Linked DNA regions of Hordeum vulgare: all the other regions are linked to region 2. Evidence: chromatin contacts called from public Hi-C and HiChIP or PLAC-seq data. All regions are on one chromosome and are shown on one strand. Each heading gives the region's core, a stretch centred on a gene start, on an enhancer-like site or on the middle of the called end of the contact. The rest is flanking DNA. Distances are from core to core; before and after follow the strand shown.

Region 1 (2,880 bases), core at 290-2,789, 450 kb before region 2:
ACTCAATGAGCAAATTGCGGACTACAGTTATCTTCCATGTCTATGTGAAATAATTGTGATAGTTTCATAACATCAAATGGTCTAAGCTGCATCCAATACATGGACAACAGCATGACCGACGTGTTCAAGAAACCGATAATATTACATGTCAGTGTAGATATGGGGTTTCTTCTTTCATCAAATGCAGCTATGTTATACTAACAACCCATGTTTGCATGTCCTAATTTATGTATACAAAAGCTGTATCTTTTGTTGAGGTATATTATAATAGTATATGTATGTACCTGCATGTTGCACAGAGATGTTATTTCACATGCATGAATTCTAATTTAAATTTAAACTTAGGCACGCCTAATCTCACACATCACAAAATTTCCTTACTGTTCTAACATCTTTTATCTCCAATTTGGATAGAGTCTAAGCGATAACTCTTTGATTTGTCTTCAAAAGTTTGCTAGAGGCTATAGATGACCTTTTGCTTTTTCTTCAATAATTTTTTAGAGTGCAACAATATGAACTGGTTTTCCCATGAGGGCTTTTTTTTTTATTTGATAGATTCTATAGTCATGTACTATCATTTCATGTTTCCACCATTAGATGTGCCTTTCTTGTTGAGCTATAGTTGGATGAACTTTTGTTGGTGTGGGATGTGTCTACTTCGGCATGAATGGACATATTGATCTGACCTCGTTTGAGATGTTCTTTTATACTTGATGTTCTTTTATACTTGACTCAGGAAGGACAATGGGTCGGTCTTCACCATCTCTGGTCAGTGATGACAATTGATAACGTCTTTGTTAAAAATTATTCGTAACTACTAGCAGCATTCTATAATTTGTATCGGGCATTTTTTCGCTTTTTAAGAAAGGTTTGTATCAAGCTGCGACCTAGGAAGGACAATGGGTCGGTCTTCACCACAGATAAAAACAGCCGAACTTTTTGCAAGCTGCCTTATTTCTGTTACTTTTAGAGGAAAGATAGCAATTTCAGTCATTACAGTCATGTTGCACTAACATTGCTTGATCGAGTGCGTCAAGATCATAATTGTTAGACTGAAAGGTCACATTGACCTTATTTTTGACATTTGCAAATATTCTATTAAAAATTGCTGCATAATGTTACGTGGAGCAATTTATATTTAATATTTTATCCGGTGGAACGCACGGGCATTTGTACTACTCCCTCCATTCCTAAATATAAGTCTTTTAAAAGATTTCATTAGGCGTCTACGTACGAATCAAAATGAATGAATCTATATACTCTAAAGTATGTCTATATACATTCCTATATAGTCAACTAGTGAAACCTTTAGAAAGATTTATATTTAGGGACGGAGGGAGTAGATGCATGTCCGAAGCCATTCTTTTAATTAAAAAAATATCATGTGTATCGCATAGATAGGGCAATGTGTCTGCATCATACTGTCAGGTAGGTTCATCGGCGGACCAGCGCCTCACGTCTTTACACTTGTGCCTCTCCTAACTGCCTCGTGGCGCCCAGACCCTTCGAGAGGAAACAAGCATGGCCGATTTTTCCTACAAACAAAAACTCAGCAATCTCTCCACCGCTTCTCTCAGAAAAGTCCAGAACGCAGCAAAACACTTGCCCTGTTTCGGCGAGCTGCTCGTTCCTCCTTCATCACGACCACACGAGACGAGAGTGGTGCTCCCGGACGCATGATGGCGCGCAGGCCGGGGGCAGAGGAGGAGAGGCCGTGGAAGCTGGCTGAGCACGCGAGGCTGGGGAAAGGGAAGGTGGTGGGCGTGGTGGTGCTGGACGGCTGGGGCGAGGCGCCGCCTGACCCTTTCAACTGCATCCACGTCGCCGACACCCCCACCCTCGACGCCCTCAAGAAGGTACGTACTACCAACCAACGTGACTCTGCGTCTCTCTTTCCTCACGCTGCTTCATCGGTTGGGTTCCTTTCCTACATGCGGATCGCTGGAGATGCTTTGCCTGATTGTGAGGTTGCATGGCAGGGTGCTCCGGAGAGGTGGAGGCTGATCAAAGCTCACGGCAAGGCGGTGGGGCTGCCTACGGATGATGACATGGGCAACAGCGAGGTCGGACACAATGCGCTAGGAGCCGGCCAGATATATGCCCAAGGGTAACCACTACCGCCCGCTGCTCTCTACTACTCCCTTCGTCTCGTAATATAACATCGTTTTTACACTACACGCTTCCTTCGTCTTATACAGTAGGACGGAGAGAATAATAATAGTACAGTATACTATATGCACATGTTTTAGGCCCTGTTTGAAACCACAATAGATTATGATAATTTGGATTACGAAGATAGATTATATAATCTGGTTTATAAAAATAATCTAGGTAGACATGTTTGGATGCTAGATTATATAAACTGCAATCCAGATTTTACATTGCATAATGACCTCTCTGCCCTCTATATTTTTTTTTAAAAAAGAAGGGTAGCGGTGGCAGGAATGTAATTATCTCCAACTTTACAAGGGTAACGGGTCATTAGTAATCCATAATCTGATTTTAGCTGGGTATAGTAGATTGTGAGTTTTTAATAATCTATCCATCTAGTTCTTATAATCTATATCATAATCTATCCTGTTTGGATACAAAATAGATCATAAAAACTGGATTATATAATCTGAGTGGTTCCAAACAGGACCTTAGCTCTAATAGTTACCCAAAGACGGACTCTGCCTCGTGGACGATTGCCTCTTCCTTCTTCACCCCCTCGGCGGCCGTGGAGGAAGTAGCCTGCTCAACCACCACCTCCTTCTCATCGGCAGCGATGGCGGCAGACTCGACAGGAGCTTCTTCCATCTTGGTCTCATCAGTGTCCGGGGAGGGGTTCTTGTTTGTATCGGCGGTGGCAGCAGCGATGGCGGCTTCGGCTTGGTCGGA
Region 2 (3,081 bases), core at 322-2,821:
GAATTTTGTAAATAGTCAAAAAAATTGTGAACTATTTAAAAAAGTAAAAATGGAGAAGGAAAAATAAATAAAGAAATAACAGAAAAGGGAAAATCAAATGAAAGAAGAAACTAAAAAATCGATTGAAAACGAGAATACCTGGGGAATAAACAATTTTCGGCCCAGGAATGTTCCAGGAAATGTCGGCCCTTTTACGTCAATTTGGCCGCGCCTCCCAGTTTAGCACAGAACTAACTGTGCCTCATTGGTTAGCAACGCTACGCACCACCCAATGGACCCGTGATCCATCCCTTGATACCCTCCTTTTCTCGTCTTTCTTTCGTTTTCTGTGCGCATTAATGGGCCAGACCGTAGATGTTATACTTAACGCCTGCATAGAGTGATATACTATGAGTATAATATCATTTGCGCACCAGGTGTTGACGAAGAGCATAGACTCTTGAAGATCCAAGGTCCCTTAGCTCTCAGTGCCAAAATGGCAGGCAGAGGCGTGGGGAAACACTACACTGGAGACAATGGATTTGTTTTTAGATTTGGACAAATCAGAGACAGGGGATTGAGATCCGGAACTCGTCCAGTAAAAGAAGTAGTCCATGGGCCGATGATCCTAGGCCTCCACATCGGCGTAACTCGTCCAGTAAAAAAAGTGTTCATGAGTTCAAAAAAATATTCATAAATTCAAACAATTTTGCAAATAAAAAACATTTGCGTATCCATTTTTTCCCTCAATCCAATACATGTGCACAAATTGAAATACTAGAATCACAAATAAAAATGTTTGCAGATTTGGACAAATGTTCTTGAATCTGGTAAATGTTCAAAAATTAAAATAATGTTCAGAAATATAAAAAATATTAACTAATTCGAAGAATATTCGGAATTTGGTAAATAGTCAAAATAAAAATAAAATCCATGAACTAATTCTTAAAAAAAAGGAAAAATGGAAAAGGAAATATAAAAATAAATAACAAAAAAGGGATGAAAATGGAAAATCAAAGGAAAGAAGAAGCTCAAAAACTGATTGAAAACAAGAATACCAAGGGAATAAACAATTTTCGTCCGAGGAATGTTCCAGGCATTGTCGCCCCTTTACCTCAATTTGGCCGCGCCTCCCAGTTTAGCACAAAACTAACAGTGCTTCATTGGTTAGCAACGCTACACACCACCCAATAACCCGGAATCAAAATCACTCAACGAGGAGTACTCATTTTAAAGACCACTCCCATCGGTCCCTTGATACCCTCCCATAGATGCTATCGTTAACGCCTGCATAGAGTGATATACATCATTTGCGCACTAGGTGTTGATGAAGAGCATAGACTCTTGAAGATCCAAGGTCCCCCTAGCTCTCAGTGCCAAAATGGCAGTCAGAGGCGTGGGGAAACCCTACACTGGAGACAATGGATTTGTTTTTAGGTTTAGACAAATGAGAGACAGGGGATTGAGATCCGGAACTCGGCCAGGAAAAGAAGTAGTCCATGGGCCGATGATCCCAGTCCTCCACATCGGCGTACCCCGGCCCATATTTCGCCCCTGAAGTTCACTCCCCCAGTTGCTGTCCAGATAAGGCTCTCTGGTCCGTACCTCATTCCCAGCTTCTTCCGCTCCTCTATCCTCTACGATTCATCAGTTGAGCTAGACCCCACCGAGCCAATGGTGGCTCCGGCGACGCTGTCCCTCCGCCCCTGCGCGACCCTCGCGCCGTCCAGGGCCGCGCACGCCCACGCCGGGTTCGCCCACACTAGCCGTCCAGCCCTCTCCGTCTCCTGCCCGCCGACGCGCTTCGAGACCCTCCGCCGCGCCGCTACCGCCGTGTCCGACCGGCAAGGCTCCGCAGAGCCTTCCGAGAAAGTAAGCATCGGCACACGCTTCCCGTGCCTCGCATTTCGCACCGGGCACCTGCTCAGTTCTGAGACGATGTGGTGGTGTTTTTTCTGTGCGCAGCAGGAGGACAAGCCGCGGACGTACTACTTCCTGGTGGCGAACGCCAAGTTCATGCTGGACGACGAAGAACACTTCCAGGAGCAGCTGCAGGAGAAGCTGCGGCTGTACGAGGAGCGCAGCAAGGAGCAGGACTTCTGGCTTGTGATCGAGCCCAAGTTTCTAGACAGGTTCCCCAACGTCGCCAAGCGGCTCAAGCGCCCCGCCGTCGCGCTCGTCTCCACCGACCGCAACTGGATCAGGTAAGTCGGGCGTCTCTTCAGCCGTCGTTGCAAGCTCGAGTAATGCTAATTGGCAGAGCCCCCCCAAGGGTATTATAAAACGCCAATGCATGCAGTCCCGGCAACACTCGCTTCTGTACTTGTCTAGATATATATAAGCCCCTTCAACGGAAATTCAGGTGGGGAAATTCTCCCTCCCGCTCAACATTGCAACAAACAACGGCGACGACGACAACAACAACTAAGCCTTTATTTAGTTCCAAACAAGTTGGGGTAGGCTAGAGCTGAAACCATAGGATCTCGAAACCAACTCATGGTTCTGTCCCCTGGATAGCTAACTTCCACCGTTCCACGCGCCCCTGAACATTACAATAACTAAATCATGGTAATACTTGTTTGTTGTTACTAGTAGGCGCTCCCTTCATTCTAGTTGCCTGCCTTGCCCATATGTCATTGACATCATGTCATGCACTGGAAGCCGGTATGCTTCCTGTTGCAAATGGCAAAACCATGCAGCGGTGCAGTCTTGTATCTGCAATTTGCACTGGATGCCTACTTGATGGCCTCCCATAATAATGTGCTTGCCATCAGCAAAGGCGCACACTTCAAACGTGTATATGTAGGTTGTTGACGAAAGAGGTGTGACAAAAGAAAAACACTGGTTCCGTTCAGATTCATGCAGTGCCCTTCCAGGCAAGTTCAGATTCAAGAATTGACGTGTCTACATATACCACGAGTCAATTTTGATCTGATGAATTGAGGGGTGGAAAACCTGATGTTTACCAATCTTACATGGAAGCTCAAGTCCAGGATGTAGTCTCATGCATTTCAGTAAGCCACATTTATAATTTTTCATCAGGATCCTGTTTCAATGCAGAAGTGCAATTTCTTATAAAATGAAGCCAATGAGGATACTTCT
Region 3 (3,280 bases), core at 364-2,863, 430 kb before region 2:
GTTTCCTCCAGCTGAGACATTTCCTGTAAAATTCCATTCGCCGTTTTTGATGCATCAGGCGAATTTACGATATGTAGGAATCTGGTAGGGATGTTCAATTTAGTTAAAATTACAACTGTAAGAAACAAAAGGAACTAGAAAAAGGTCAAGGTGAAATACCTCTCTAAGGTGGATTTTGTGAACCAGGTAGAGCCTTTTCCATCCCCAGACAATAACAGCTTAAAAGAGCCACTTGATGAACGTGATTGGAAATTTTTGGCATCTTCCAAGTGCAGGACTAGTTGGTCAAAAGGACCAGATGCTACTGATTCGGCGCTCTCCCCATTACAAGCAATTGCCTCATACCTGATGACGGAAAGGTTTCACAATACTGGGCGAGTCAGAACTTATATCAGAGATTGTGAATCATAAAAGACTCAATATGCCATATCCATGAAACACAGTTTTCAGCCAAATGCAGCGACGAAAATCTGAACCACACTTCATAAGCTCAATTAGCTGTGAACGAGTGTATCACCTGTTTTTGGTCAAGGACACTTGGAACACTGCAGAATCAAGCTCCACGTCGCCAGCAACTCTCCTCTCCATTTTGCCCACAACTACAAGCGCAGACCCCAACTCCTATACTACAATTTTTATAGATCGAATCAGCTCCTCGTCCACTTCAAATACCTGACAAGAGGAATATCAGCACAAACGTCACAAAGCTTGCAAAAGGGAACAGATAACAAAGAAGAGAGATAATGCGACTGCCAAGGTCACAAACGATAACATGTCAACATCTATAATAACTGATTAAATGTTCCACGCCGAAATATGCAGGTTATTTTTCAGCATGGGGGTGCCAACCAAGCATAGAGCAAACTGATTGTGCATGTATTCACCGAACCAACTCCACACCTAAGTCATTCATTCCGCTTGATTATGTTCCCACAGCAGAGACAAACTTATAGGCTTCTAGCAATTAAACAGCATGTGGTACGAGCGAAGTATGCCTCAACTTCCTTAGTTAACGCAACCAGATTCATAGATCAGAGAAGCAGAAAAACAGATACAATTCAAACCCAAAAGACAAAATTCTAGTAACATCAGTACAGATCTTTCACCTGAGCTACCAAACTAAGCACTGGACGCATTGAATCCGAAATGGACAGTGATCGGAACCGCGGGGGCTCCCGGATCCAAAAAACCACAAATCCCTCAAGGACAAAAATCCAAAGCCCTAGAGATCCAGGCAGGACCAACTCGACCACTATTCCTGGCTCCTAAAAAAAACAGAACGGAAGAAGGCGGATCCAGATTCCGGAGGCGACAGCGCCTGCTCATCGACCCACTGCCTCACGCTTCGAGCTGAAGCAAGCTAACCCCCCACCCAGGTCCGAGGAGGCCGCACCAAAAACATCCGAGAAAAACGAAGACAGAGCAGACGAATGCCTCACCAGATGGAGCGGCGGCGGCCTCCGCTTCCCGCATTCGTTCCGGCGCCGCTCCGACTGGATCGAGGAGTCGGAAGCGATGGAGAATTTTTGTTCCGCGGCTCACTCCCTTTTTTCCCTGGAGCAGTTGCAGCGAGTGGGGGAATGGACGCCAGGAAAAGGCACAACTGCGGAATGCGGGGTTTAAATGACCGAGGGCGGGTTGAGGAACTGACACTGGATGCTGCGCTTATTTACTGTCTCGCCACTGCCCTGGTGTTTTGTGTACCCGTGGAGTGCGCTAGGGGCTTTGAAAAGGAGGCCGTCGGTCGGTGGGAAGCGCCGAGAGAGTTTACCATGCTGCCCTTCCCAGCAACCAGTTAAATACCCGTGCGTTGCCACGGAATGACATATAGATTTTCCTTTATATAAGCACACATAGCCTTTTCTTCTCTTTTCTGGAGAAGTGATAAGTTCATCATCACGTCCTCTAGTCGTGCATCAGCTCCTTCTTCCATACATACTATCTATACTTGTCATCTTTTCTCTTACATTCTACCGTCGATGCCCTTTCACCATGTCGGCATCAACTCTTCATGTAACCGTTGTTTACACCCATTATCAAAGTCATAGCAGGTTGGGGATGTGGAGCCTTCATTTATATGAGGTGAGCATCATATGGCATGGCATATCACCATTCACCCATCAGTCATGTCATAAATAGTATGGGTAGGAATAGCTATATATCCGTTTGTTGCTATGGATTAAAAAAAGGATTTTCCTAACATGTGAAATAATTACCTTTACACTCCAAGACACACCCTATGTTTTGTCATGACAGTCCATCAATCTTCACAATGAAATAAAATTAAATCATAGACTCTCCGCGCCCCCACATGCCATTTTCAACTACTTCCTTTCTCCAATAATCCTCATGCTTGTCAATGTTAATGAAGCATGACCGTGTCCCTCGCAACATTTCCTTCAGAAATAATATAAGGTGGTTTGTACTTCCTTTCACTTGCCGTCGGCTTTGCCATTAGTTTGTACACAAATAAAAGACTCAAACAATGATGTAAAATAGAATTATATAGTATTTCCTAGCTATAGTATACCCAAATATAATGAGCCAACTATACTGGGCGATGTAACCGCATCGTCATTTTTGGTCGCTCATAGATAAAATATATATACTTAGAGCCAACATCACGAATCTTCTTTGCTATGTATGTAACCTCTGGTGTGAAGCTGGAGTTAGCACAAAAAAAGCGATCATGTTACCTGTTTTACGCCACAACCATTCTTCAAACAAGATTTGAAGAGTATAAGTTTGCTCTTGCAAACGGAATATAAATAAATTATAAAAAAGATAAAACATGGACAATTCACAGGTCTATAAATCAAGATTCGAATCATACCAATCATGCTAGCTACACAAACTTTGGCGTACAAGAAAGGCTTTCACAAGGAGAATTACAATAAACTGAAGGAATATAGCACCTTTGCAGTGTCCTTGTTGTTAGTTAATAAACTGAAGGAATATGCAAAAAGCAAGCAAGTTTACTATGTTTGTTAATTATGCAGAATCCAGAATTAGGAGCAGCGAGAGCTTTGTCCTATACTATTTTGCAAGGAATCTTACTTTTCTTCTAAGACACTTATTTGATTCGCACAACATATATTCCTGCAAAAATATTAAGTGCATTGTTGGGAACAGCGAGGAGATTTATTAATACAAGTTGTGATCAAATCCTTTTTGTTTAAAGCATACCTTTCTCTCGAGAAAAGAAAGCTGATCAAGCGTATGCTATGCCTGCACAACTGAAATTGATCCATTTTTTTTGGTTGCAACATATGCTAGCTAG

Evidence for each region. Hi-C and Micro-C count contacts between places; a contact is called where the count stands out from the background. HiChIP or PLAC-seq counts read pairs in DNA pulled down with a chosen protein or histone mark.
Region 1: an H3K4me3 HiChIP or PLAC-seq map of embryo shows a contact between it and region 2, with 5 times the contacts expected there. The contact joins the promoter of LOC123448732 here to the promoter of LOC123448729 in region 2. A contact is called at or near these places in 2 of 6 Hi-C or Micro-C datasets (both in leaf) and 1 of 1 datasets of contacts at active chromatin or transcription factors (embryo).
Region 3: a contact with region 2 is called in a Hi-C map of seedling, with 6 times the contacts expected there. The contact joins the promoter of LOC123448731 here to the promoter of LOC123448729 in region 2. A contact is called at or near these places in 6 of 6 Hi-C or Micro-C datasets (leaf, seedling and an unstated tissue) and 1 of 1 datasets of contacts at active chromatin or transcription factors (embryo).

What each region holds. Positions count from the first base shown.
Region 1 is chr4H:400,510,621-400,513,500 of MorexV3_pseudomolecules_assembly, reverse strand. LOC123448732 (2,3-bisphosphoglycerate-independent phosphoglycerate mutase-like) reads left to right here and starts at 1,539. Exons shown (of 9, transcript XM_045125720.1): 1 at 1,539-1,856; 2 at 1,980-2,107. The coding sequence starts at 1,677. LOC123448733 reads right to left here. Exons shown (of 1, transcript XM_045125722.1): 1 at 2,481-2,880. The coding sequence ends at 2,656.
Region 2 is chr4H:400,059,844-400,062,924 of MorexV3_pseudomolecules_assembly, reverse strand. LOC123448729 reads left to right here and starts at 1,571. Exons shown (of 3, transcript XM_045125714.1): 1 at 1,571-1,851; 2 at 1,948-2,183. The coding sequence starts at 1,654.
Region 3 is chr4H:400,493,197-400,496,476 of MorexV3_pseudomolecules_assembly, reverse strand. It overlaps LOC123448731 (COP1-interacting protein 7-like), which reads right to left and starts at 1,613. Exons shown (of 11, transcript XM_045125718.1): 1 at 1,440-1,613; 2 at 518-672; 3 at 160-345; 4 at 1-81. The coding sequence starts at 588.